5 separate regions of the Mus musculus genome follow, and all the other regions are linked to region 1. Evidence: chromatin contacts called from public HiChIP or PLAC-seq and promoter capture Hi-C data. All regions are on one chromosome and are shown on one strand. Each heading gives the region's core, a stretch centred on a gene start, on an enhancer-like site or on the middle of the called end of the contact. The rest is flanking DNA. Distances are from core to core; before and after follow the strand shown. Region 1 holds the start of Thap1 (THAP domain containing, apoptosis associated protein 1). Region 2 holds the start of Htra4 (HtrA serine peptidase 4). Region 3 holds the start of Eif4ebp1 (eukaryotic translation initiation factor 4E binding protein 1). Region 4 holds the start of Got1l1 (glutamic-oxaloacetic transaminase 1-like 1). Region 5 holds the start of Rab11fip1 (RAB11 family interacting protein 1 (class I)).

Evidence for each region. Promoter capture Hi-C pulls out the DNA fragments that hold promoters and counts their contacts. HiChIP or PLAC-seq counts read pairs in DNA pulled down with a chosen protein or histone mark.
Region 2: a contact with region 1 is called in a promoter capture Hi-C map of neutrophils, with 4 times the contacts expected there. The contact joins the promoter of Htra4 here to the promoter of Thap1 in region 1. A contact is called at or near these places in 4 of 39 promoter capture datasets (erythroid cells, liver, neutrophils and 1 more), 3 of 115 datasets of contacts at active chromatin or transcription factors (large pre-B cells, pro-B cells and thymic regulatory T cells) and 2 of 9 other capture datasets (adipose tissue and liver).
Region 3: a contact with region 1 is called in a promoter capture Hi-C map of pre-B cells. The contact joins the promoter of Eif4ebp1 here to the promoter of Thap1 in region 1. A contact is called at or near these places in 7 of 39 promoter capture datasets (the 3T3-L1 cell line, 3T3-L1-derived adipocytes, the HPC-7 cell line and 4 more), 1 of 484 Hi-C or Micro-C datasets (Sertoli cells), 4 of 115 datasets of contacts at active chromatin or transcription factors (double positive thymocytes, large pre-B cells, microglia and 1 more) and 1 of 9 other capture datasets (liver).
Region 4: an H3K27ac HiChIP or PLAC-seq map of embryonic stem cells shows a contact between it and region 1, with 4 times the contacts expected there. The contact joins the promoter of Got1l1 here to the promoter of Thap1 in region 1. A contact is called at or near these places in 3 of 39 promoter capture datasets (the 3T3-L1 cell line, hippocampal neurons and pre-B cells) and 3 of 115 datasets of contacts at active chromatin or transcription factors (astrocytes, embryonic stem cells and large pre-B cells).
Region 5: a contact with region 1 is called in an H3K27ac HiChIP or PLAC-seq map of cardiomyocytes, with 6 times the contacts expected there. The contact joins the promoter of Rab11fip1 here to the promoter of Thap1 in region 1. A contact is called at or near these places in 3 of 39 promoter capture datasets (the 3T3-L1 cell line, cranial neural crest and liver), 2 of 115 datasets of contacts at active chromatin or transcription factors (acute myeloid leukemia and cardiomyocytes) and 1 of 9 other capture datasets (adipose tissue).

The regions. Positions count from the first base shown.
Region 1 is chr8:26,155,049-26,160,351 of GRCm38.p6, forward strand. Thap1 (THAP domain containing, apoptosis associated protein 1) reads left to right here and starts at 3,121. Exons shown (of 3, transcript NM_199042.2): 1 at 3,121-3,473. The coding sequence starts at 3,403.
Region 2 is chr8:25,036,589-25,041,891 of GRCm38.p6, forward strand. It overlaps Htra4 (HtrA serine peptidase 4), which reads right to left and starts at 2,374. Exons shown (of 9, transcript NM_001081187.3): 1 at 1,803-2,374; 2 at 1,351-1,450; 3 at 401-605. The coding sequence starts at 2,286. Plekha2 (pleckstrin homology domain-containing, family A (phosphoinositide binding specific) member 2) reads right to left here. Exons shown (of 12, transcript NM_031257.3): 12 at 2,556-5,303.
Region 3 is chr8:27,257,168-27,262,470 of GRCm38.p6, forward strand. Eif4ebp1 (eukaryotic translation initiation factor 4E binding protein 1) reads left to right here and starts at 3,160. Exons shown (of 3, transcript NM_007918.3): 1 at 3,160-3,383. The coding sequence starts at 3,242.
Region 4 is chr8:27,199,806-27,205,108 of GRCm38.p6, forward strand. It overlaps Got1l1 (glutamic-oxaloacetic transaminase 1-like 1), which reads right to left and starts at 2,742. Exons shown (of 9, transcript NM_029674.1): 1 at 2,567-2,742; 2 at 917-1,098; 3 at 428-539; 4 at 33-142. The coding sequence starts at 2,681.
Region 5 is chr8:27,172,122-27,177,424 of GRCm38.p6, forward strand. It overlaps Rab11fip1 (RAB11 family interacting protein 1 (class I)), which reads right to left and starts at 2,525. Exons shown (of 6, transcript NM_001080813.2): 1 at 2,088-2,525. The coding sequence starts at 2,464.

The DNA of each region.
Region 1 (5,303 bases), core at 1,871-4,370:
ATAAAATACTAATGCCTAAAGTGGTTCAGTGGCCACTGAATCTCATCCATACTAATACTCGGCTCCTTCAATCTTTACTTCATGGCCTTCTCCTAACTGGCTCCACCACCAGGGTCTGGCCCTCTTCTACTGGCTGTACTTTCAAACACAGGTTGGTGCTTTAACATACACTCCCAGTGTCTGGAATGTTCCTCCTCACCTTCATCCATTCCATCCTCTGATTAACATTCAAATGTTTGTTTCTTGCATGGGATACCTACCCTTAGTTACCCTTATTCAGGTACCTTAGTATAATTTATACTTTAAAAAAAAAAAAGTCTCCAGCCCTTAATTTACACTTTTATTCTACTTTCCCCTTTATAGAATAAGCTCTATGAAGATACACTAATATGCCTCACTAACAGTTCTGTAAATAACATGCTAGCCCATATGGGGGCATAATATAGGAAAATGAACTAATGAACGAGATAAATGATCACTTACCGCCCACGTTACACCTCACATCCCTACTCCCATCTCAACACAGCAGAATTTATTTTTTCGATAGGTTTTGACTTTGTATACCTTGGTTGGCTAGAACTCACTATGACCAGGTAGTCCTCAGACTCAGCACAATTCTTGCCCTTCCTTTGTGAAGGCTGAGATTACAAGAGTGTGCTACCAAGCCTGAACTTGAAGTGTATTTAAACCTGCATCACCCTTCTGCTTCAAAGCTGACTGTGGAGACAGGTTGTTGCTCAGCACAAGAACCTCAGCATGGTAAACCAGCAGCTTACATCAGCCTGCAGAACCCCTTAGGCTCTTATCCTCTAACCTCTCCTCTTACTTGTCCCCCAAGCCACTGCACTCAGCAACTCCAACACACTTCTGCTTCTCCTTGAACAGGCTGGATCCCCAGGCCTCGGGAGGTGGGCTTCCCGTGCCTCATGGCACCAGGTACAGAAGATGTCCTCACAGCTAATTTGAAATCTTTCAGTAGTTGCTTCCTCTAGTAGGCCAGTCCTAGCCTCATCTTTAATAACTGCAACCTCCTCCAGCATTTTTCGAATTTCTGTGTGACTCTCCTTCTTCTCACTACAGAACACTAGCTTAGTAAAATAACTAGTAAGGCAGACTACTATACCACCCATCTTCACTATATAGCCCCTCAGAAGTACAGAACAGGTTTTCAATAAATAACAAGCCATATGATGTGTTCAGAGTTTAAGGTAACTACATAAATTATTTTTGGGGTACCATCTGTTAACCATATCATGATTTTTTTTTTCTTTGCAGTGGACTAAAGTAGAGAACCTAGTATCAATACCCTATAAAATGTTAATAAACCACTCTTCTGGTGTTCCTAATATATAGCTACTTCTCTGAAACGAATTTAGGTACAGTTTCTAGGTCCATTTAATTCAATGTCTCCTAATTTGTGACAACCAGAGCTGCTGAGGCTACCAGGTTCAGTAAGATGCTGCCAGCCTCCCCAGCACCCCAGTCAGATGAGACAGAGATGTTACAGCACACAATTACAGACATAAGTACACAACTTCACCAAAACAAAAAGGTATAAGGCAAACCTGACAGAAAAAAACACACAAGATACATCTTAAGGAAAGATGAAGCAGTCAGGGGACGGGCATCCCAGGCCAAGCAAAGCTGCCTATCTGAGCAGTTACAGGAGTGTAAGGACAAGCAGGGGAAGATGGTACAAACACAGGAGTACCTGCTGCTTATGCTGCCATCATCAGCAATTTGGACTTTATTCACTACAGAGGTATCCTGGGATGTCTAAGCTTTATAAACAAGGGGCTGGCAGTGTTTTTATGAGGGACAGAGAGAAAGCTGAAGACTAGGACTGACAAAAAGTTGAGACTGTGAGTACTTGAATTCAAGGATGGTGGTGAGAGAATAACCTCTCTATTCTATGAGGTTAACCTAAGTCTCGAGGAAGGGGTCCTAGGAGCAGCTGATAAGAGCACTTAGCATCAAGACTAATGATCCGAGTTAGGTCCCAGAGCCCACAAGGTGGAAGGAGAGAACCCACTCCCACAAACTGTCCTCTGACCCACAACATGTGTGCCTGGTGCCCAGCTGCCTGGAGTTATAGATGGTTGTGAACTGCCTTGTGGGTGCTGGGAATCGAACCCGGGTCACCTGCAAGAGCAACAAGTGTTCTTTTCTGCTGAATTAAAGCCTAGTTTTTTTGTTTTATCTCAGTGACACCAGGATTTCAGATTTAAGTAGTTGGCGAATGTATTAAACCATATACCTGATAACTCTGAAGGCAAGTCCATGTGTGCTCAAGTAAAACGAGCTAGGAAAAGATGGTATGTGGGTTCAATAGTCAAAGTTCTAGAGATGGTAGCCACTAAATAGATCCTTAAGAGAAGCAATATTTAAGGGTACAGAAAATAGTTTATAAGGGAGAGAATGCGCCACACACTCCAAACTACAGAGGGTCAAGCCTGTAACACTTGTCTTCAGCTTGAAAAATCGCTGCGCCTACACAAAGGTAACAACGTTCAGAAGTGCACTGTAGGGATGGAAAGATGGCTCTGCAGTTGAGAGCACTGACTGCTCTTACATAGGTCCTGAGTTCAATTCCCAGCAACCACATGGTGGCTCACAACCATCTGCAGTGAGATCTGATGCCCTCTTCTGGTGTGTCTGAAGACAGCGACAGTGTACTCACATACATTTAAAAAAAAAAAAAAAGGTCTTCCTTCCCAGCTTAGAGGAAATGAAATGCGCGTTTGTCCTCGTTGTCTAGTTAGACGGTCACCTGGATTCTGAACGTGGACCACAGGTTTGTACAATCCACGCATCTGCTGGTTCCCCCCCCTTTAAAAAAAAACTGCGTATGGCCAGGGACGAGCTCTTCCACGTTCTCCTGCAGGCTTTCGGACCCAACAGGCCGTTCTTTATCAAGCTGCAGCAGAAAACGCCGGACAAATTAACGACAGTCACCACTACGAGAACGACTGCAGTCAGGATCCCAAACAAACGCGCTCTCTTCCGGCCAAGGCGCAGAGGGCCCACCCACTTCCGCACTGCTGACCACGCCCCACAGGCGCGCCTCGCCCCAGCCAATGGTCAGCTTCCCTGGGAACGTTACCTTCAGCCAATCAGAGACGGCGAGCCGAGTCCTCGCGAGAGGTGAGGCTGAAGCTGCCTCCGCCATCTTGAAGATGGGAGACGGGCGACAGCTGTGGTCCTTCTGCTAAAGCAAACCCCACAACGGACAGGGTAGTCACTCCCCCACCCCAACCCCCACCCCACGGCGAGGTGATCGTCCCCGTAACTGCTGACCGACGCCACCGAGAGCGGCGAGCGTTATCAAGGCCGAGCGCGGCGACCCCGACGGCCCCCTTCGCCTGCCTCCCGGGCCGAAGGGAAGTGTGGAGGGCCAGAAGGATGGTGCAGTCCTGCTCCGCCTACGGCTGCAAGAACCGCTACGACAAGGACAAGCCCGTCTCCTTCCACAAGTAGGTAACTGGCGTGCTCCGCGGCCGCGGCGACAGGGGCGCGCGGGCGGGTGGGGGCGGAGCCCGGCGCGTGGCCGCGCGAGACCTGGAGGAGGCGGGGCGGGCGCTCGGGCGCTCAGGGCGGCGGACGGGCCGGGCCGGCGGGGGCGGGGACCCACGGGGGCGCGTCCCCGTGGCTGCGCGCCCCCGCTGCGCATCCCGGGCGCGCGGCGTCTCCGTTGGTCTTGGCCTCCGCTGGGGGCTGAGACCGCGCGCCTTCGCGCTCGCGGAGGGTTTCCGGCGGGCGGGCAAGCGAGCGAGCGACGCCCAGAAGCCTCTCGCAGCCCTGCGTACCTCTTCGTCCCAAGCCGCGGCGTGGCCGTGGCACATAGGGAGGAAGTCGAGCTGGGAACGCACAGGGGGAGGAGGACAGGTTTCGGACCTCACTGTGGATGCCGGGAAGGAAGCAGGGCAGCTGACCGGGATGCCAGGGAGGACTCTTAAGTCCTAGCGTCAAAGAACCAACCTTTAGCATCCATGGGCTTTAGAGGAGGCTCTTGGTATTGTCGAGATGAACCCCTGTCTTTCAACACACAGGAAGAACGAGACGATAGCACACACTTGACTCTGTTGCCGTGGTGAAGGTTAATGTGAGCGAATACCAGCTTTACCCCCACAGCCGTCAGGGCTCGTTCTTGTAGTGGGTGCAGCAATCAAGAAGCCAGGGTGAAAAATACTCTGGAGAGATGGCTCAGCGGTTGAGAGCACTGACTGCTCCTCCAGAGGTCCTGAGTTCAATTCCCAGCAACCACATGGTGGCTCACAACCATCCGTAATGAGAAATGACGCCTTCTTCTGATGTGTCTGAAGACAGCTACAGTGTACTTATATATAATAAATAAATCTTTTTAAAGAGAAAAATAAAAATACTCTCTTGAAAGAAGAAAGTCATAGAATTAGCGTTACTGATGGTGTTTGTTAATGCTAACAGTCCACAAAATGTGACAATTTTTAGGCAGGTAAATTTGTTGTTACAAGTTTTATGTTAGGTTTTGGAGGAATTCCTGACTGTATGCAGATGATAGCTAAGAAATCAGATCCACTGGTAAATTATGCAAGTTATCCATAGCAAAACGATTACAGAAACAAATTTCACAATGGTCTCTCAGATTTTGAGGGGTCAGTAGTGTTCATGTTTAATAATGTTTGCAAGAAAGTAAGACTTGTGTGCTGTTTTCTCTGGGGAATAGGCTAGAATATAGCCTAAACTATGACTTGGTTTTTTGAAATTTCATACATCCTCAGAATGTAGGACTAGATGAGGGAATGGTGACAGGGACGTGCATTCGACTTGCCGCCTCCCTTTCCTATGCTTTATTAAGATGGCCCAGGGAACCTTCAAGTATGCAGACTAGTTAAAAATGGCACACATCAAAAAGACCGTTTCAACTGCTGGGTGTTGGAAAATAAGAACAAGGGCTAACATGAGTCTTAAGCCTTATGTAAGAACAGTAAGTGGCCAAGATCTTGCTTGACAGTTCTGTGCCCCCGTCCTAGGAGACGAGACACTAGGACTTATAAGAAGTTGCCACCATGGTGCTTTGAACTTCTTTTTAGGCATATGCTTTTTCCAGCCTGAACATAGTTGCAGTGGAGAAAGCTGGCTAATATAAAGATAAGCCCTAACACGAAGGTTGGCTAGGTCTTCATGAAGAACAGGATGATCGGGGTCTGGCATACCTTATGTGGTGGAACAGCTAAAGAACAGTAAAGCTAAATTGAAACATTCTATAGCTTTTTCTGATCACTCTAGCGTCTCCCACTGCGTCTTTGATATAGAAAAGCACAGGG
Region 2 (5,303 bases), core at 1,124-3,623, 1.1 Mb before region 1:
GAGGAGAAGGAGGAGGAGGAGGAGAAGAAGAAGAACAACAACAACAACAACGAGAGGAGGGGGAGAAGGAGAACAAGAACAACAAGAACAAGAAAAGAGGCGAAAGAAGAACAGAGGAAGAACAAGAAGAAGACAAGAAGAGAGGAAGGGGAAGGAGGAGGAGAAGAAGAAGAGGAAGAAGAGGAAGAGGGAGGAGAAGAGGAGGAAGAGGGAGAGAAAAAGAAGAGGGGGGAGGAGCAGCAGCAGTAGCCTCTGCTGGCTGGGATACTGGGGGTAGGGTGCGGGCATATACTCTACATACAAAGAAAAGGCACAGTGAGAATTACAAAAGAATTCCAGCATGAACTGTGAAATCCTCACATGTGAAGGCTCTGACTCAGCAGCTCTCTCAGGTACTCACATCTGGCTCGATCTTAATCAGTGCAAGGTCCAGTTTATGGTCGATGTCTTTGACGGTGGCTTCATACCGGGCCCCGCTCTGGAGCTCTACCTGGATCTTCTGCTGGTTGGTGAGGACGTGGGCATTGGTGACAATGAGCCCATCCTCAGACACTATGAACCCAGAGCCGCTGGAGGAAGGGATTTCCTGGTTGGTGAGAGGTGATCTGTTCCGGAACAAGTCAGTAGCGTGAGCAGAAGGGAGGGAAATCAGGGAATCCAGCCTTTGTGTGTGAGTCGCAGGAAGCCTCACGTTTATCAGCTACGTTTCCAGTTTTCTCATGCATTTACTCTTGCCTTACCCACTTCCATGTGCTTTGTGAGCTGCCTGAAGCTCGTCCTGGCCATCTTTTCTGAACACAACTGAGATCTGGGTCCAGGATGGTGTCTCCTCCTTTAGATCAGTGTGGGAACCTGTGTGTCTGTCATCTGCAGCGAACAGGCCAAACCTGGTGCTAACCCTGTGCTCACACTACTGCCACAGCCTCAGAATCTAGCTCTTAGTTCCCACTACCAACTGGCGTTGTGACTCAGAACAAACTAAGTTTGCTCTCCATTTGGGTTTCCTTGCATGCAAGCGAGTGCTAAGGCTAAACAAGCCCACCAAATGCTCACTACTAGCTCCTACAGTCAGCCTTTAGTTTTGCTGTGGGATACCGGGGAGAAAGAAACACCAGTCACCAATACGCACTGCTGTAGCTTCAATTTAGAAGCCAGAATCCTTGCGCTTGGCTCTTTGCTCTTTAGCGAAATAACTCTTAGCAAGTCAGGTCTCCTGCAGGCTTTGCGGAATTCTACTGCCCACCTACACCCCAGCCAACTCTTTGAATCTGTGTTTCCTCACAGCGGTTTTAATGGTCAGAAATCTGGCAACCAGCAGGTGAGGTAGTTGATCCTAGATGGGACCTTTACCTGCGGAACAGCTGCAAGTGGACCACAGACGGCGCCACCTTCTCCACCACTGCGGCGATGAAGTTGTACTTTCTCCGGAGCCGCCCTGCTCTTGTGGTCCCTGTGAATAAACGGTCCACGGTGAGTGCGTCCCTGGATGCAGGTGTCGCATCTCAAAATTCCCCAGCATCTCCCCGTCCCTCTTTCTCTGAAGGTTCTCCAGACCAGGAGATGAAAGGACCCTCCCTGTCCTACCAGAGGGAAGAAAAGGAGAAAGGGAAGCCCAGTGGCAGCCAGTAAAGAGACCAAAATTAACCAGGCAAGAACACCAGGAACAACCACAACAGGTTGAATCCCTAGAGATGGCGAAGGAAGGCCCACTGAATTCGCGAGCGAGCGAAGTTAGAGCACTCACTTCATCTCCCTCTGAAAAGTAAGAGAAGTGTCAGGAGATTCGCCCGCGCCCCGCTCACCTGCTTCCTCGCAGGCACCCTTCTGCACTGGCACAGCCGGGAGCGCGCCCCGCTGGCGAGCGGCTCGGTTCTCCTTGCGGAGCGCACATAGGCTGGGGTAGGTGCGCCCATCGCTGCCGCACACTACCGCATCCTCAGCACCCTCCGCGCAGCCGCAGGTGCCCAGCCACGCGCCCCCCGAGGGATCCCGGGAGAACGGGGCGCCGCAGCGCAGCCTTGGGGCGCACGGCCGGCCCCGCGCCCCGCCACACTCCTGGCCCTCGGCCGCGGCGCACACTCGGCAGCAGCCGCAGCGATCGGGAACCGGCGCCAAGCCGGCCGAGCAGGTAGGCAGAGTCGGGCAGCGCGTGGGATCGCAGGCATCGGGACAGGGCAGCGAGACTCTGGACCTCCTGGCCTCGGCCCACGGAACAGGCACGGCTGGTAGCAGCAACCACAGCAGGAGAAACTGTGTTCGCACAGCCCACAACCGCTGGAAGCTCATCTTGCTCCCTGACCTCGTCGATTCGACTGTTTTTCCTGGCCTGGATGCTGCCTCAGCCAGCCTTCGGACTTTATAAAGGTCAGAGTCTGGCTCACTTCTACACACACACACCCATATATCACCCACCACCCATGCCATCCCAGGACAAGGGCCACCCACCCCAAAGCCATGAAGGGAGGGGTCCACTCAAAAACCAGTCTTGGGGCAAGGGAGAAACGTGACCACCCACCCACGGCCACGAGATCTGACCAGGAAAACACACAACCAGATTTCCTATTTCACATGTTTTTATTACAAAACAAGCAACCAACCAGTTTTTAGAAAATGACGTTTTGCTACATACCAATTAGGAGCTCACACAACGTAAGAAGCTGGAGTTTCCATGCACTAAGCTCAGTGCTTGCAGGAGGTGTTTCACGGCTCAAACACTGGCTCAAACGGGGCATGCCACACCTTCATAAACAGAGGGCCCAGCAGTCACACTGTGTGTTTTTGCCAAATATTCACTTGATTCAACGCCTACCTGGTATAAGTGACTATAATTGACTCAGGCAGGCAATAACACAGAGAGAGAACGAGGGACTGAGGAAAACAGATTTTGGGGGGTGGGGGTGGGGGAGGAGGTTAAACAGGCGACATGGGAAGCCTAATTTCAAAAACACTGCCGTCTGCTACCAGATAGCTGTTTATTTGGTTGACACTGAAAACAAGTATCAAGTCTACCGCTCAATTACCAGTCCACTGCTTACTCAGAGGGTCATATAAGTCCTGTGTAGAAAGGGGAAAACCAAACCAAACCAGTTTGCTTCCAGTAAACTAGGACGATGGACCTTAAATCTTCCCGGAGGGGCAGCCTTCTACTTGGAAGTAGAGCTGTCACTCCGCCACTTTGACCAGAGGTGCCACTTTAGTTTGCGGTCTCCCATATCCTCGGTGTGGTTCGGAGAATGAAAAACACACGCTTCTTTTTTTTTTTTTTCCCCTGATTATCACCTGACCCGAGTAAGCAAGTCCACCAAAGCATTGAAGAGTAATGGATAGGACATACTTCAGCTACAGAGAACAATACCTTCGAAGCTTTATAGAAGGACCCAACCCCAGAGACTGCTTTTATTCCACACAGGAAATGCAGTATCTTTTATAATCCAGAAATCCCTTCGGATTTATCCACAATCTATGCTTAACCACAAACCCACACGCCATCACACCTTGAAAACTAAAGGTTTATGCACCATCTTTGGCTCACATTAAAATACTGTCCTAGGCTGGATATGGTGGCATAGACTTGTAATCCAAGCACTCAGGAGGCTGAGGCAGGAGGATTATCAGTTCAAAGCCAGCCTGGACTCCGTAGCAAGACTCTAGCAAAAAACAAATTTAAAGGGTGTGTGTATGTGTGTAAATACAGACAGAAGGGGAATTCTGAAACAAGAATTGAGACTTTAAATGTTTTGAGGCTTCACAAAGATAATTATATTTTCTGGGCACCGCTATTAACAATGTTCTAACTTGCAAGTCTCATGTATGGGCTGGTTAGGATCACTGAAACTGTACTTTTCCTTTGTTTGCATAATATACACCGCATTGTGTTTAACATGATCTCAGAGTGTGTACCGAAACCTCTCAACTTTCTGTAAGGACCCGTTGATGCAGCACTAATAACCAAGCCAACAGTTTCTAAGAGAGGGACAGACAGATTTTGCAATTTAAACGCCAAAAGATGACCTCATTTCCTTGAGCCAGGGCATGTTCGAGGCCCTTCAGGAGTTCCTGATTTATTTTTCATTCGTTCCTCATCTTCACATTGAGCAATTCTGTTGAGCAGCCAAAGAATTTTCTAGGGGAAGATTTTAAGCTGAAACCAGAGACAAAGGGCACTGACTTTTGAAGTAGGTTGTAACCTTATTCGCTCCTAAATAAATAATCCCCGAACCCTGAAAAACCAAAACACACAAAAGTTTTTTTTTTTTTTTTTTTTTTAGGGGATGGGAGACACACAAGATCATGAACAGAAAGAGAAAGAAGCCCACTGATTTTTGTTTGGTTTTCTTTTCATCAGGATCACAAGGCCAGACAAAGTCGGGGGACAGCTCCCACACACGGAGCCCAGAAGTCTTCAGTGTGGCACCAGATTCAGGGTCACAGTCACATTTGAAAGAGCATGCTTCCTCTCACCCGGAGAGCTTTATGCCTGTTTTTGCTTTTGCATTAACTATGGACACAGAGTGCTAACTAGCTTAAATAAAAAATGCCTCCTAGTCTCTTAGAGCTACAAATTTCTAATTAAAAACAGGGTTAATTTACCTAGCAGATAAAAGTTACACAGATAGGAATGAGCCATGACCTCTCTCCCTGTAGGAAATGGCCATAATTTTCTGGTAGCACAGTTCATTGAAGGCTGATAGAAATGACCCCAAAGGCACTGGAAATAGTATCTTGCCCAGTGGAAAAGCCATACCCTAAATTTTGGGTGGAAATCTAATCTTCTAAACTCTTCTAGAACCTAGGAAATTCCTAGCCAACAATTCATCCTCTGATTCAATTTCTTTATTCCCAGTTTCTATTCCATGAAAAATGTAAGTACTGGGGGGAAAAATCACATTTAAGTCTCTTCACTAGTGAGTGTATAGGCTCTTATCAGACGCTAGAGTTCCACCTGGTGTGTGCATGACTTCATTTAACAGGCAGTGCAATAAAGCAAAGAGCAAGTGGGCCAGCAGGCTGCACAGTATACAAGCACTTAGCATTACACAAAAGTCGACTGGCTATAAAAGAGCTGTGAGACAGGAATTCAAGATTCACTGTGCCAAGAAAGAGTCATTCTCCTGTCTGGAAAACATGGATCAAAGATGCTTATTGCAATAAACAACCATCCATCTCTTCTCAGTAGCTGCTTTATATTAATGTAAGCCTCTGAGAGAGAGATTGTCCTAACATGAGTGGTTTTCTCTCTCTCTCTCTCTCTCTCTCTCTCTCTCTCTCTCTCTCTCTTTCTCTCTCTTTCACACACACACACA
Region 3 (5,303 bases), core at 1,910-4,409, 1.1 Mb after region 1:
CATCTGTAATGGGATCTGATGACCTCTTCTGGTGCGTCTGAAGACAGTGACAGTGTACTTACGTACATAAAACAAATAAAAAAGGAAGAAGGAAAGAAAGAAAGAAAGAAAGAAAGAGAGAGAGAGAGAAAGAAAGAAGGGGAGAGAGAGAGAGAGAGAGAGAGAAGAAAGAAAGGAAGGAAGGAAGGAAGGAAGGAAGGAAGGAAGGAAGGAAGGAAGGAAGGAAGGAAGAGAGAGAGAGAGAAAGGAAGAGAGAAAAGAATCTTCCCTGAACGTCCGGAGTCAGGTAAGTTTATTTTCTGAGTTTTTCCTGTCTCCCTTCTCCCTCAGGCAGGGAATGTTTTAATTAGGGGTAGAGTGTTACACAACACCAGAAAGGTAGGAAGATTCCTCTCAGACTTGGCCCTGTGAGTCTTCCAGTCTGGCGGATCACTGCAGACTTTGTAACATTCTTTATAATAAAGTGGGGAACGTAATTATCTTCCCTGAGTTCGAGGAACTGCTATGGCATATTCTTCAGGCCAGAGAAGCAGTGTTGTGGGCAGTCAACTGACAGCCGGCACTTCAAAACACACAGGACACAGTCTCCACTGGGAATTGGAATCTGAAGTCTTCTGAGAACACTGGCTCCAGACAGGCAGTGTCAGACCTGGTCTGGTAGAGCCCTTGCAGTAGGATAACTTTGCTCTTGTGAGAAATCTCCTCTTCCACATCTGACATGAGAAGTATGTGCGACCTTGTCTGTGAGGGGGGTCTCCCCCCACCCCCTCCTCTTTCAGACAGGGTCATATGTTCCAGGCTGCACTTAAATTGTGTTTTATAGCGCAGGATGACCTTAAACTTCTGATCTTCCTGCTTATATCTCCCAAGTACAGGGAGAACCAGTATTGGCCACCGTACCTAGCTTCTTACATCCATTAAATATTTTACACTCCTTTATTTTGTGTGTGTACATACGGTGCATGTAAAAACATGTTATGGAGCTCATGTAGAGGGAAGAGGTAATTTTATGGGAATCTGTTCCCGAGCTCTCATAGGGATGAAACTCAGGTTAGATTTGGCAATAAGTACCTTTATCTGCTTGGTCATCTCAATCCCCCATATCCTTTTATATTCCATTAGAAGACTTGATATGAATGAGTGCCTGCTCTGAGAGAGGCAGAAATCACCATAGGCAAAATGGGTCTGCAAGAGAAAGAATTGAGCAGGGAATTTGTAAGAAAACTCTAAAACGATCATTCTCAGGGCCATGTGGTTCGCAAAGCCCAGGAGGGAAGCTTATCTTCCCTGGAAAGCTACTCAATGGAGCTACCAAGGCAGGGAAACGGTGCTTACCCTCAGGCTCAGGTCCCTCCTAGCTGTGGCTGTAGGCTTGTGGGCAATCATCTTTAACTCCTCAACTTATCCAAGTGCCTTAGGGGTAATAGAACACTGTCTTAGTCAGTGTTCTATTGCTGTGACGAGATACCATGACCACTGCAACTCTTATAAAAGAGCACATTCAATTGAGGTTTCTTGCTGTTTCAGAGGTTTAGTCCATTGTCATCATGGCAGGGAGCATGGTGGCACACAGGCAGACATGGTGCTGGAGATGTAGATGAGAGTTTCTTATTTGGGTCTGTAGGCAGCTGTAAGAGAGAGCCACTGGGCTTGGCTTGGCCAATTTTTTTTTGTTTTTTTTTTGTTTTTGTTTTTGTTTTTTTGTTTTTGTTTTTTTGAGACAGGGTTTCTCTGTGTAGCTCTGGCAGTCCTGGAACTCACTTTGTAGACCAGGCTGGCCTCGAACTCAGAAATCTGCCTGCCTCTGCCTCCCGAGTGCTGATCCCCCAACCTTCCCTTCCCGAGTTCTAGGATTATAAGCTTACAAAGTGCCACCACGTTCAGTTTTTATGTTGATGCTTCGGATTTAACCGTGGACTTAGTGTATACGTGGTAAACTGTCTACCAAGTGAGCTGTGTTCCAAGCTTCCCCTTCCCCGTGTTTTTTTTTCTCTCTCTCTTTCACGGTTTAAGACAGCGTCTTAACATGTCTGGCCCAGGCTGTGCATCAAACTCGCCACAACCATGTCTGCCCTCAGCTTTTCTGTAATGCTCCTGTCTCAGTTTCTCTGAGCTAGCATGCCCAGCTTAAGTCTCTCTCTCTTCTTTCTGTGTCTGAGACAGGGTTTTGCTGGGTAGCACAGGCTAGAATCCTCCTGCTTCAGTCTCCTCATTGCTGGGACAAGTGTGGACCACTTGAATGCTGAACTTGGATGTTGGACTTTATAAACAGGCCCTTCCCTGAAATCGTAGTTCCAGGAAATCTGGGGCCTCTAGAACAACCAAACAAGGCAAAAAGCAAAACCCCTTTCAACATGCTTCTCCCAAAGGGAGGAAGGTGGCCCAGTGTGTTCTCTCAGGCCAGCCCGGACAACAGTGAGAACAGGGTTCTGGCCCTCCCTCGGCTGTCAACTTGGGATCCTCCTAGGGCTTCAGCCTCCTCACGGTCGGGATTATAGGCATTTCCTACCATATGGAGATTGATTGACACAGACACTGTAACCGATTGGACATGCATTTTCCCTTCCCTCCCTAGTGACTACCAGACAAAGTGCTGGAGTGGAACCCAGTCCAAGTACTATGCGGATCTTTGACCGGTTAACTCTAATCCTCCCAGCCCACAGTACGCAGAGCTTCGATCCTGCCCATTCCTCATCAGATTTATATTCGGTTCCTAGCTGGCTGGCTAGGTCCCTCTTACTCTTCCACTACTCCTTCCAAGTCCAGGAATGTGCGCTGTGCAGCCGCTGCTCTGACTCCTAAAAACTGTAAAACTGTAAAAGCTGTAGAAACGTTAAGAATGGCGAAGGATCAGCCCACCCTTTCTTCTCTGAGGATCGGCCTGGGATCGAGAGGTCACATCCTAATATAGAAAGCAGGCGGTCTGGTGCGCTGAGACGCTGCCACCAAATCGGAGAGTTCTGCCACCGTCATCCCTACCTAGATCTTCCCAGAGTCTCGGGGAGGAACCAGGGAACCCAAGGGGCCCACACTGGGGTTCCTGCACTGGAGAGGACAGAAGCTGCCTAGGTCAGCAGCTGGGGAACCACTTGCAGGCAGCGGGCTGGGGCTGGGTGGGGCCGGGCGGACCGCAAGTCTCAGGGGGCGTGGAGCCCAGGCGGAAGGGGCGGGCCGGGCACGAGAAGGGCTGGGCCGAGGTGCCGCGGGGTTGCTGGAGGGTCGTGGGCGGCGTGCAGGAGACATGTCGGCGGGCAGCAGCTGCAGCCAGACTCCCAGCCGGGCCATCCCCACTCGCCGCGTAGCCCTCGGCGATGGCGTGCAGCTCCCGCCCGGGGACTACAGCACCACTCCGGGCGGCACGCTCTTCAGCACCACCCCGGGAGGTAGGCGCTGGCCGGGGTCACGGGCGACCTCGGGGGGCTGGAGGATACGTCGGGATCCGGAGTCTCACGTGCGACGGGGAGGGCGGCATTCGAGGGGTTCGGTAGCTGGCCAGAACGGACGAGGGGCGTCGGGAAAGCAGAAGGGTCACCGTCTCGGTTGCTCGCCTTCTGGGTGTGGTGGAGCGTGGTCTGGAACCCGGCTGCAAACTGCCTGCATTATTAGCCTTTTCCTGGGAGATACGGCAGAGTGCCCTGAGCATACAGATAGGCACTCTGCCAGGACCACCATGTGCTTAAGGGCGACCTCTGTGGGTGTCAGGGCAGTTTGGGGTGGGACAAGATCAGGGAAAGAGGCTGGCCTGGAGATTAAGTTTAGTTGATCTCCCTTGGAATAAGTGACGCCTGCACACTTTTTTTTTTTTTAACCTTTCCGGAGGCAGCCCTCTTTGCTTTGGACACTCGCTCATTAATGGAGGCTGGACGCTGAGGGTGCTTCTCTGCCACCTGTGGCTTGTGTTAAGAGAGAGATTCCTGCAGGGGCGGCGTCTGGTGTAGTGCAGAACAACACGTTCCTCGGGCCTGGGGGGCAGGGCACAGCGTTGAACTGGCCCAAGTGGCGGAGGATGAGGAAGAGGAAGCTGAGTTGGCGCGGGTGGGGGCCGGCCTCCGGGAACCAGGCATTCCCAGCTTGCCCTGGAGCCCCAGTATAGACGCTGATGAAACCTACCCGCCTGTTTGCATGATGAAATCCTCGTGGCTCACTACTTCCCTCCCAATCCTCGCGCCGCTCCCACCCACTTTTGCGCTTCTCCCCTCCCCGGTCTCCTCCCCCAACTACTCCTCTTACAACTCAAAAACAAGAGGAATCCTGGCGCGGTGATGAACCTTGGGCTACTGCTGGCGCAGCCGGGCCACATGCCTATTTTCTCGGGCAGCTGTCCCTGCACCAGGGAGCACAGCCAGATCCCAGAACCAAGGCACCGATGAAGGGATCTTGGAGCTCAGTCAGTGTCCACTGGGTTCTGTGATCTTCAGGACACAGCACCAAGGCCTCGCTGCTTGAGCACGTGTCTGTTGTGCATCGTCATGCTGAGTTCCTACACTCAGCAAGAAGTAGCAAGCAGGGCAGGGGGAGAAAGCCGGCTCCCTCTTATTAGAAACGGCCCAAAGGAAAAGTTTTCTGCAGGCTTCTGGCCTCCCGTTACTGGAGTTCTTCAACCCCGCTGGCCACTTTTTAGTTCACGCTGTTGCCCCTTTGTCTTTTCGCAGAACTTTGTGTTGAGCACAAAGTTTCACAGAGAGTTGAGTCCTTTTAGGCGAGGTGTGAATCAGGGTGTATTTTTTATTTTTATTTTTTATAGGCACCGATACAGACCTAAAGGCTCTGGGAAACGTTTATTTTCTCTCTTGCCCGTCCCTTTCTGGATGAACAGGTTAGCTGGGTAGCAATAGCCAGTACTGTTTGTAATGCACTCTGATCCACTTCTCACTGTGGTCTGCGAAGTGTCCGTTGGCAGACCAGGTAGTTCCCGTTGTCTTTGAAGAGGAAGGGGTTTCCTTAGAGTGTAGCATTTGCTTCTTAACTGAAAGAAAGCAGTGTCAGGTCCCCAAAGCCAGCTGGCCCTTGTCAGATTTTTGTTGCTGTTGTTGTTGTTTGTGTGTCACACAGTCCATAGCTCGAGGAAAGACTTGCTTGTTTCTGCCAAAGCCAGTTAATTTAAGGAGTGGGATCTTTTCCCAAAGGCCATTCATTCCAGGTCGCCTCTGCTAAAGGGCAGAAGCTTGACCCATTTGCTCCAGAATGTTTCTCATCACTTAGCACCCCAACGAGATACGGAATCCGAGTGCAGAGGTCTACAGGGTGAGTTACGGGAGAGCCAGGGCTACACAGAGATCCTCCTGCCTCACCTTACTGAGTGT
Region 4 (5,303 bases), core at 1,492-3,991, 1.0 Mb after region 1:
AGATTCTGAGTAGGGGGTTATGAAGGCTCTACCTGGAGTACTTCCACGAACATGCTGGGGTCTGAGCAGAGATCACTGGCGTTCCAGATAGAGTACTCATAAACTATAAAGCCCATGTCCTGGAAGATGAGTCCACACTGTTCTGTGGGGACAAAGACCCCCACCATACTGTTCTGTGGGGACACAGACCCCCACCAGCTGGGGTCTGGGGAAAGTGGAGAAACGGAGGCAGGGATACCAGAGAGTGGGGTGAGGATCATTGACATATAGAAAGACAATAACAAGAAAAGGTTGGACGTAGTTTCGCATAGCCACCATTTTTCTCTTGGTAGAAAATGAGGGTAGGAGTAGAGATTCCGCGTGGGACAGGAATTGGGAACAACAGGGTGTGGGATCTTCTCCAGTCCTTGACCTGGGTAACACTTACCTTTTTGACATGAGACGATACAAACGATTTTCACATTCTTTCGCCACGTCTTGAGGAACTGAGCCCCAAGCTGGAAGGCTCCACTCTCACCAACGATGTGCACACCCCCAACCTGTCAGCAAGCAACACGTGGAGAGAATGTTGGAAAGAAGCAGCACACCCCAGACTAGAATTTTGTCTTATTTTTGGTGCTGGGGTTGAACTGAGGGTCTTATACATTTGGACCATTCCAGCCAGTCCTCTTCTCCCCTCCCCCCCTTTTATATTGAAATGCTCTATTTATAGTTTCCAAATCAGCAGCGTGCGTGAGTGGATGCAACTTAGTGACCAAACGAGGACTTGAGTTTAGATCCCAGCTTTGCCCCTCAGTACAAAAGGCTACGGACTTTCAGAGTCTCAGGAATTGCCTCTGTCAAGGTGGAGGCCCCTGCATGGTCCCTTGTGGGCTTTAAGGTCACGAAACCCTGTCTCTCTCTCTCTGGGTCTCACCCTTTTCTCCGCAATGGCTTCGCTGTGCTTTCCAAAGAGGAGTTCCAGAGAAGACTGGATGAATGATTTCAGGCCCACCAGGGGCAAGTACTCATAGTCCAGAGAGGGGTCCTCTGCAATCTGCAGGCGGGTCTTGTGCACCACAAGAGAAACCCAGGGATGGCCTTCTTCGGTCATGCAGACTGTGGAGAAATTTCAAAGGGAGCTCTGTATACCCCGCCGGGGCAGCCCACAAACCACAAGTCTGGCCCGTGTTTCTTGGTGATTTTCTAAAGCAGCCCGTGAAAGTTTACTTTTTTTTTTCCCCCTCCCCTCCCCTCTTTGTTGATTCATTCTTTACAGAAGACAGGGAGCTGTTAGTGACTGTGTTTCAAAACAAAACTAACACAACCACCAACAAAACCCACAGCTAAGTCAAGGCCCATATTTGTCACCCCTGCACTGGGTGGGGGTGAGGTGGAGGCAGGAGGATCAGTTTTAGGCAAGCCTGGTGCAGAGTGAGTTTCAGGTGATCCAGAGATGTAAGCAAGATAACCTCTCAAAGCCAAAACCAAAACAAAACAAACAAAAACAAAAAACAAAAACAAAAAAACCCCACAAACAAAACAGACAACAACAAAGCCAGCTGAAACTGTTTCATTTGAGTTTTAAAGGTTAAGATTTACATACAAAATGAATTAGGCATTTCATGATGTCAAGGCCTGATTTCTATATATGAAGGTCTCTGTCTGTCTCTGTCTCTCTCTGCATGTCTCTTCTTTGTCACCTTTTCTTGCCCTCTAGTATCAAGCACCCCTTGGCTGGCCTTGAACTTTCTATGTAGCTGAGAGTGCCCTTGACCATCTGATCATCCACCTCTCAGGGCTGAGAGCTCAGGCATGTGCCATGCCTGGTTTATTTGATAGGGAATTATGCAAGCCAGGGTGTGTGTGTGTGTGTGTGTGTGTGTTGGTCCAGTGGTTAAGAGCACAAACTGCTCTTGGAGAGAACTCATTCAGTTCTCAGCATTTTTGTCAGGCAGCTTAAAACCACGTGTAAATCCAGCTCTGGAGAGAAATCAATGCCTCCTGGCTACCGTCTCAAACACTTGCATGAATGTACACATGTATACTCTCTTTCTCTCTTTCTCTCATACACATACATACAATTAAAAAAAACGCAAACAGAACAAAACAAACACACAAACAGAAACCTATGAAGGGAGGAGAGAGAAGCAAGGTGGTGCCTCCAGTCCTCGGGAGGTGGAGGCAGGACCAGAATCTGCCCAAGATCATTTGCAGCTATTTTGTGAGTTCAAGGCTAGTCTAATTTACATGGGACTGTAAACAAAACAAAAGAACACCGGAGAGAACTGGGAGGAACTAGAGGGGATGAAGAAGCAGATTAAAAAAAAAAAAAAAAAAAAAAAAAAAAAAAAAAAGGATTGGGTGAGAAGGAAGAAAACTTGATTCCTCTCAAAAGTCCCCGACAGGTATGAGGTGACTCGGGTTGTTCACTGATCTTCTCTGCTCTGGGCAGTTCCCTTAATAAACGAAAGCCTTTCCAGCAGCAGAGACGTGAGCTATTCTTCAACCCTCCACTAGGGACACTGCCCACGTACAGCCAGTTGAAACGTAGAAAATCTTAAACCCTGAAATGACTGCCTCCTACCTTTGTAGGCCAGGAACAACTTGCTGGGATAGCCATCTTGCCTGTAGATCTTTAGTAAGCTGCCTTCTAGCTTCTGGGCTGTGGGTACATCCCTGAACACAGAAAGACTGGTCATAGTTGAGCACGTGCGGTGCCAATAATTTCAGGCCTCTTTCTTCCAGAACCTTGGCAGCGCTGATGCACGAGGCTATGGGGCAGTGAGTTGTCAGAGCAACAGAACCTCAGGACTCCCAGTCTCCAGGGTAGCAATGTTCAGGACGTACAGGAACATTCCATGGCCCTGGAGGAAAAGTGCCCAGGGAGAGCAAGCAACAGGGAAGAGTAAACAAACACATGGGATTCCCAGGCACTTCCTCCCAACTCATTGCTGGCTATAGCTCCCGAGCAATTCACCTGAAATAACAAGTCAGTCTCTAGAAAGCAGGACAAAGCTGTCAGCCAGTGAGCTAGACAGGGCTGCCCCAACAGAAGCAAACACCCTACGGCACACAGCAGCGTCAATCAAGAGCTCAAGTCACACTCTGATGCAAGTGTTCTCTTTTTTTTTTCTTCCATTTTGTTTTCATTTTTTTTTTTTTTTTTTAGGGAGCAAACGCCGAGTTTATCAAGAAACAGTTTTTAATATACATTTAAGGTGGGTGTGAAGGGAGGGCAGGCAGCAGGGACTGCAGAGACGGGATTGGTCAATGTATTAGGACCAGGTGACCGTTTTAATATTCGGATTTAAATGGACCATTTGTATCATCCACTCCAAAGCTCAACGGGGAACAGCATAGAAGTTAGGGAAAGAATGTAAGAGCTAGAGGAAGGGACAGGGACAGTTGAGATGAGAGGACAGGCGTGACATGGTCATTGCGCTCTCAAACTCCCAACAACCGTAATTACCTGCACAAGATAGGACTTTATGCTGGTCTGTTTTTCGTCAAGTTGAGGAAAATGCTTGAGAAAAGGCCTCCATGAGGCCAGCCCGTAATTAGGTCTGTAAGCAGGGCTGTGTGGCATTGTCTTGATAATGATTGATGTGGGAGGGGGCAACCCACTTTTGGAGGTGCCGTTACTGGGCCAGTGGCCCTGGATTGTGTAAGAAAGCAGAACTTTGGGGCTGGCGAGGTGGCTCCGAGGGTAAGGCCACTGACTGCTCTTCTGAAGGTCCTGAGTTCAAATCCCAGTAACAAACATGGTGGCTCCCAACCATCCATAATGAGATCTGACGCCCTCTTCTGAGGTGTCTGAAGACAGCTACAGTGTACTTAGATATAGTAATAAATAAATCTTTGGGCCGGAGTGGGCAGAGGTACTGAGTTCAATTCCCAAAAACAACATGACGGCTCACAACCATCTGTACAGCTACAGTGTACTCATATACATAAAGTAAGTAAATAAATTAATCTTTAAAAGCAAGCAAGCTTTTTGTTTTCTTCAGTTCCTGCCTTCGGGTTTCTGCCTTGCTTGAGCTTCAGTGATGGACTGTGATCTGGATATGTGCCCCCAAAACCCCCTTTCCTCCCCAAGTTCCTTTTGCTCATGGTCTTTCTCACAGCAATAGGCCACTAGCCACATGGTGTTGGCATATAACTGTTATCTGCTGTTGGTGTTAGATGTCTGAGGCAAAGTAGAAAAACAGAAGGCAGATAGAGACCAGTCTTACTGGAGCAGGCAGGACTGTTTATCTCAAAATAGCAAGGGACAGACACTCTTCTGCAGGAAGGGGATACTTGGAGCTTATATGAGAAGTATGGGGAATGGAAAGTTAACTGCAAAATGCTGGGGCTGTGTGCCTGCCTGCAGTTTCTCCCTCTGCACTTATTTGTCCAGACAAAGCTGTTTTATCTTTAGAAAATGTCTTTCCCAATATCAGGATGCAGGTGATGGAGGGTACCTGCATTTGGCAATGGCAGTGAGGGGTAGGGGCTGGAGTTTCAATGTAGGGACAAGGGATTTCAGCAAGACTTAGGGGAATGGAAAATCACCTAACACCAACAGCTCCGTTCTCAAACCATCTGGAAGCCTGTTCTCTAGTATTTCTTTGGAAGCTGAATCTCCAGTGGCAGACACAGGTGCAGGTACAGGTGTAGGTGCAGGTGCAGGTGCAGGCACAGGTGTAGGTGCAGGTGTAGGTTCAGGTGCAGGCATAGGTACAGGCACAGGTGCAGGCACAGGCACAGGTGCAGGTGGAGATGCAGGAGGGAGAGGACATGGGAACATCCTGGCTCAGTGAATAAATGCTAGAGGGAGGTCTTCTTCCTATGGCCTTGGCAGGGCTACCTGGCACAGTAAATACTAATACAGGAACACCACTGTCACACTTATCTTAGTTGGTTATCTTAACCTTTGAAATATTTATGAGAATTCAGGAAACAAAGCCTTGCTTTCTCAGTGTTAGGACAGATGGTAAGCTTCAAAAAAATTTCTTTCCTAATCTTCCTTTCATTTTGCATTTTAAGACCAGATATTGCTGTGTTTCATGCTGTCAATTCTCCTGCCTCCACCTCACCAGTGCTGGTATGTACTGACACTCACCAGTGCTGGTATGTACTGACATGCCTGCTCTGGAGGGGAATTTTTGTCTAAACCAGAGCTTTTTTTATGTATATATAATTTTTATTTATGCTCAAATGGCCTCTTATTTACCACACTATGTATTTAGAACCTGTGTGAATATTAAAGGATAAACAAAAATCTGATAATTCGGGTGCCATCACCGTGGTACAGCAAAACAAAATGTTTCATTTCATAT
Region 5 (5,303 bases), core at 1,275-3,774, 1.0 Mb after region 1:
AGTTACACAAGGGCATCCAATAGGCTTGGTTTGAATGGGTTCCCCCAGCAGCTGGGAAAGCCCCTAGCTTCCTAGTCGTCGGAAACTTTGAGATTTCACCTACTTTTTGCAAAGCAAAGACATCTGATGTCAGTTATAAAAACCCACCCGGTAAGCCCAGTCTTACTTAGTCAATACTGTACTTAGTCAATACTGTAAGACTTACACAGTCTTACTGCCAGTCAATATTGTGACTGAGTGGTAAGCAGCTCATGTGACAGAAACAGGAGTGGCCATGTAGGTGTAGGGTTACCTTAGAGAAAATGAGGAAGAGGGATACAGAGAAGAAAGAGAGCTTAAGGAGGTTTTCATCCCTCACACAGCAGCGCAGGACCTTTTGAACCTTTCCCCTGGCTTCATTAATCCAGGAAGCAGCAACTCTTTACAAACACCAATTAAGGGTAGCAGCATGCTCCATTTATAAATAGGGAAACTGGGGTGTTTGGAGCCAGAGGAGCCCAGCTATGAGTCAGGGGCTAGTGGACGTCAGACCTAGGACTGGGAAACCCCCATCTCCAGCATGGAGATGCAATCTATCTTGCAAGGGGAATGAAATAGTCATATAAGAAACAGTTAAACAAGAGACGTGAACATCCATCTTGGAATGGGGCGAGATGAAGAGCTGGCAGTCAAGCCCTGCAAATGGCATTGAATCCAGAGAGGAAATAAAGTTAACTTCGGCTTCCCTTCCGCAGATACAGTCTGGCTTGTAAGACGCTGTGTTCAGAAATGCCTATTCATCGGTGGCCACAAAAACGACATCAGGTATTTCAATTCTAAACATTGCTTGCTGAAACAGATCCTACCCTAGCCTGGAAAATTCAGCTCCTCTGAATCCTGCCCCATCCCAAGACAAAGTTAAAAGGCCCAGTGTACCTGAAGTACCAGGAAGGAACATAAGGATATGTTTTTCGGCCCAGGGGGGTTTGGTTGTTAACAGAGCTGGCATCTATAAGGTCAAGCAAAGTACCCAGTTAGGCTAATCCAAGCTCTTTGGTACACGAGATAACCGTAATCAAAGGTTCCATTGGTTAAAGTGCCCTTTGCAAACACCAGTGAACAAAATAAAATAAAGTAAAATAATCTGAAGACTTTCAAGTGGCCGGGCGTGGTGGCACACGCCTTTAATCCCAGCACTCAGGAGGCAGAGGCAGGCGGATTTCTGAGTTCAAGGTCAGCCTGGTCTACAGAGGGAGTTCCAGGACAGCCAGGGCTACACAGGGAAACCCTGTCTCGAAACAAACAAACAAACAAACAAACAAACAAACAAAAGACTTTAACGTGAACTGGAGTTTGCCTAACTTTTTCTGCAAAATTAGGATGTCCTGTCAGAACCTTCAATTAAGGGGCCACAGGTAGGCTAGTGAGTAGCCACGGTACCAGGAATTAGAACCAGACAGAATTTACCAAACTCCAAAGAGCAACAACCTATTCTACTCACTTCTACTGAGTCAGTAACAGATCTTGGAACAATCATCGACCACTAATTCAGATCCCAGACAAACAACAAACTGTTCTAGCGTTCATTCCGAGGGGTCGAATCAGATGGGCATGAGAATCAGCAATCACCAGGCTGGTGGTTTTTTTCCCCCACTCTTGTCCTCCCAGGATCGTCCAGCTCTGGGGGCCCTAGGCTTTCACTCCAAATAGCTACCCTCCCTGGCCCAAGGGTTCTCAGCTCAAAGCCTCTCAAGTTCAACAAAATACTCAGGGGAGCGTCCATGCAAGATAAAGCGGATACCCCACCTAATAGGAATTCTCCTACCTGCATATTATTTCAGTTCACCAAAACTTCATCTAGTGCTTAGTGTGCTGTGCGGTCTAAGGGCGCCCTGAGGATTCAAAGGTTCTCCTATCTTCCAAAAGCCCCCATAACTGGGAAAGCTGGAAACTGACAGCCCGAAGAGAAGCTGGGTTAGGTGAGCCTGCGGGCGAGGGGGAGCCAAGGGCCATCCTCCCATAGCGCGGTAGCTGCCACTCTCGCCCCCAAGGTGCACTGCCCGAGCGTCCTTCCTCCCCTGGACTCCCCGCGCCCTGCAGCCACTCACTGCTTCTTCCTGCGGCCCTGGTCCCGGTGCAGCTCCCGCAGGTCCACCTCGGCGCGGCCCAGGAACTTATCGAGACCGAGCAACGCGCGGTGCAGGACGGTGAGCTGCAGGGTGGCGGCGGCGGCCGGCGCGGCCCCGGAGGACAGCAGCGGAGGCAGCTCGAAGGTGGCTTCCTCGCGCCACACGGGCGCGCCCAGGCTGCGCTCCGACACCGACGTGGCGTACTTCTCCTTGCCCACCTGGATCACCGCGTACGCGTCGCTCGTGCCCCCGGGTCCCTTGGCCCGCAAGCCCCGCGCCTGTAGCACCGTCACCTGCACGTGGGTAGGGGACCACATGGTCCCCGGGCCCCGGCCCGCTGAGGCCGCCAGGGACATGGTGGCAGACGCGGCACCAGGCTAGGAAGCCAGAAGGTAGCCGCTGTCCTCGGTCTGGACCGCCCACCGGGCTCCCGAGCCGCTTTAATGCTTCCGGCCACGCCCCCACCACGCCCCCTGCGCCCGCGCGCCACCTGCCCTGGGGGCGGGCCTCGCGGAGAAGGCGGGGACCTAAAGGTCACGTGGGCTGGCGCAGCCTGAAGAGTTTTGGATCAGAGAAGTAATGATGCACTAAGTGGTCCCCAGTTGTCTGAGTCCGTATGAGGGAACAGGAGCAAGCCTGATCCGCCTAGCAGCAGATGTGAGACTTTGCCTCAGTTTCTTCTTGCGTAAAACGAGGCGACAGTCACCCCTTGGATTGCTGTAAAGAAAGTAATACATTTAAGTTTATAGCATAGTTGCATGCCTATGGGAAGGGCTCCGAAAGTGGTAGCTATGCTTGGGTTATACCACACCACTCCAGGGATGCTTCTCCTGCTCTGGTCCCCTGGGTACTGCTCTGGAGGAAGGCGGGGAGCCAGGGATGTTGTGAGAGACTGTGTCGGGGAAGCGGAGGGTAGGTGAGGGACTAGCCTGTGCTACTCTGCCCTTACCACATAGGGTGAGGCTAGGTTAGGAAGAGCAAGAAGGGGGAACTGGAAACGGGGTTGCCAAACCGAACCCCTCGGTTCCCCATTTCTTCCTACGTAAGCCTCTTGCGTCCTCTCTGGGCTCCATCTCTGGCCTCCCACTCGGTTTTCTTGTTCCCAGTCAGTGTCTAGCAGATTGGTGACTTCCCTGAGTGTTTCGGGTCATCCTTCAAAGGCTGAAATCTCCGATGGTGAGTTATTCAGAGTGGAAATGTAACTTTGAAAGCCTTAAGGTTCAGGAAAGATGTGACACGTCCGAGTTCTTACATTAAAGCTGGGGATAGAGCCCTGGTGCCCTGGCTCCCATGCTAGAACTGAGGACACCTCCCGCGCTACAACACTTTAAAGGTTTCCAGACACACACACACACCCCTCCCTCTCCACTGAGCTCCCTCTGGTCGACCAGCCTACTGCTTTCCCGACTTCTGGAACCCCTGCAGTGTTGAATTACCGCCAGCTGCGGTACTTCTCACTTAGACTCTTGAAGGCATTCCTTTTTTGGGTCCCACCCCTTTGTTTTCCTTGACTTCTGGGTAAACAAACCTGCAGCCTAGAGAGTTTCTCTCCCTGGGGCCCCAGCTGTCCCTTATCTACCTCACTGCTTGTCACAGATTTCCACTTGACATAGCTGCCTGAAAGACAGGTGACTTGTTTAACTCCCTGCTTCTCAGTCTTGCGGGGGGGGGGGGGGGGGGAGAAAATAGGACTGCCAAGGTGGCTGGGTCATACAGATTATGAACACCAGGATTTGGAGTTATACATCAGTGTTAGACCTGGCGAGCTAGAAAGCTCACTGGAAGGCTATGAGCAGTGGCATCCTTAAACTGAGCCCAGTTGGGAGGTGGTGGTGCCTGTGAAGAGCATGCCAGTGACAGCCATTTGCCTTCATTTCCCCCTGGGGACTGTCTGCTCTCTGTCCCATCTGCCTTCACTTTACCCATCCTTGCTGTCTATACTCAGCTGGCTGTCCTGCTTGTCCAATGGGCCCTACTAGATGAACTCTACATCTGGGGTCCAAATTGGCTTTGGAAGTTTACAGCTCTGATTCCCTCCACACTCACTTATATATATATATATATACAGGGGTTGGAGAGATAGCTTAGCAGTTAAGAGCACTTGTTGCTCTTCCAGATGACCCAGGTTCTATTCCCAGCACACACATGGTGGCTCATAACTATAGCTCCAGAGGATCTGACAGCCTCTTCTAGCCTCTGCAAGCAAAACACCCATATACATAAAATTTGAAAATTTATAAATATTTATTTTTACTATTTGTACACACACAGAGAGAGAACAAGCTGATCTCAAAGGTCTCTTTGTCCTGTCTCTGTCCTCTGGGGGCTGGGATTACAGACATGGGTCATGTTGCCCAGACTCACATTTTCTGTGCTGCTTCCACGAGAAGCAAGCAAGGATTGACCCCAAGCTGGATGAGCAAGAGGTAGCATCTCTTCTCTCGTGGAAGGGATAAAGGGAGGGAGGTGGGGCGAGAAAGAACCACGAGCGTGCGTGACCTCATGTGTTTGGGTTTCTGTCAGGCAGAGACTCTGGCTAAGAGAGATGGCAGGGTGGAAGAGGGCAGTGCCACTTCATCACCAGCACACACCAGGGCCTTTTTTTATTTTATATTTTTGACTCTCAGTTGGGGTTCGCTGAGATGCCTGGGGCTGGGCTTAGCAGTGATGGGGGTGGTGACTGATGGGGGCGGGGCGGGGGGAGGATATCAGACATGTCAATAAAGAAGGAACAAGGTGTTTTCCAGCCAGATATGGACCTACAAGATGGCTGTTTCCTCTTTTTTTTTTGGGGGGGGGGGGGGCGTCACACTGTCTTTAAGACTCAGTGACTGAGTGAGAATCTGTCTGCTTTGACAACACTGTAACCTGACTAGGGATACACGGGCACAGTGACAAAGGCTACAAGACAGACAGTTGAGAAGGTTCTGGCCGCCCACCAACTAACAGCACCACCACTCCCAGGCAGCTGGCTATCCCAGAGGCAGGTCTGCAACCATAAAGGGCCATTGGGAATGTTTGTAAATACCTCCCGAGGTCAGGGCGGAGTGAAAGAACTGCACTTCTTCCCACCTGCCCCGCCCACTCCTGGGTCCACCTGCCCCGCCCACTCCTGGTTCCAACTGAAAGAGGAAGAGAGTTTCAGTCAACCCTGAGCACACAGACAAGGTGCTGGGCAGGTTAGACTGGACAGGC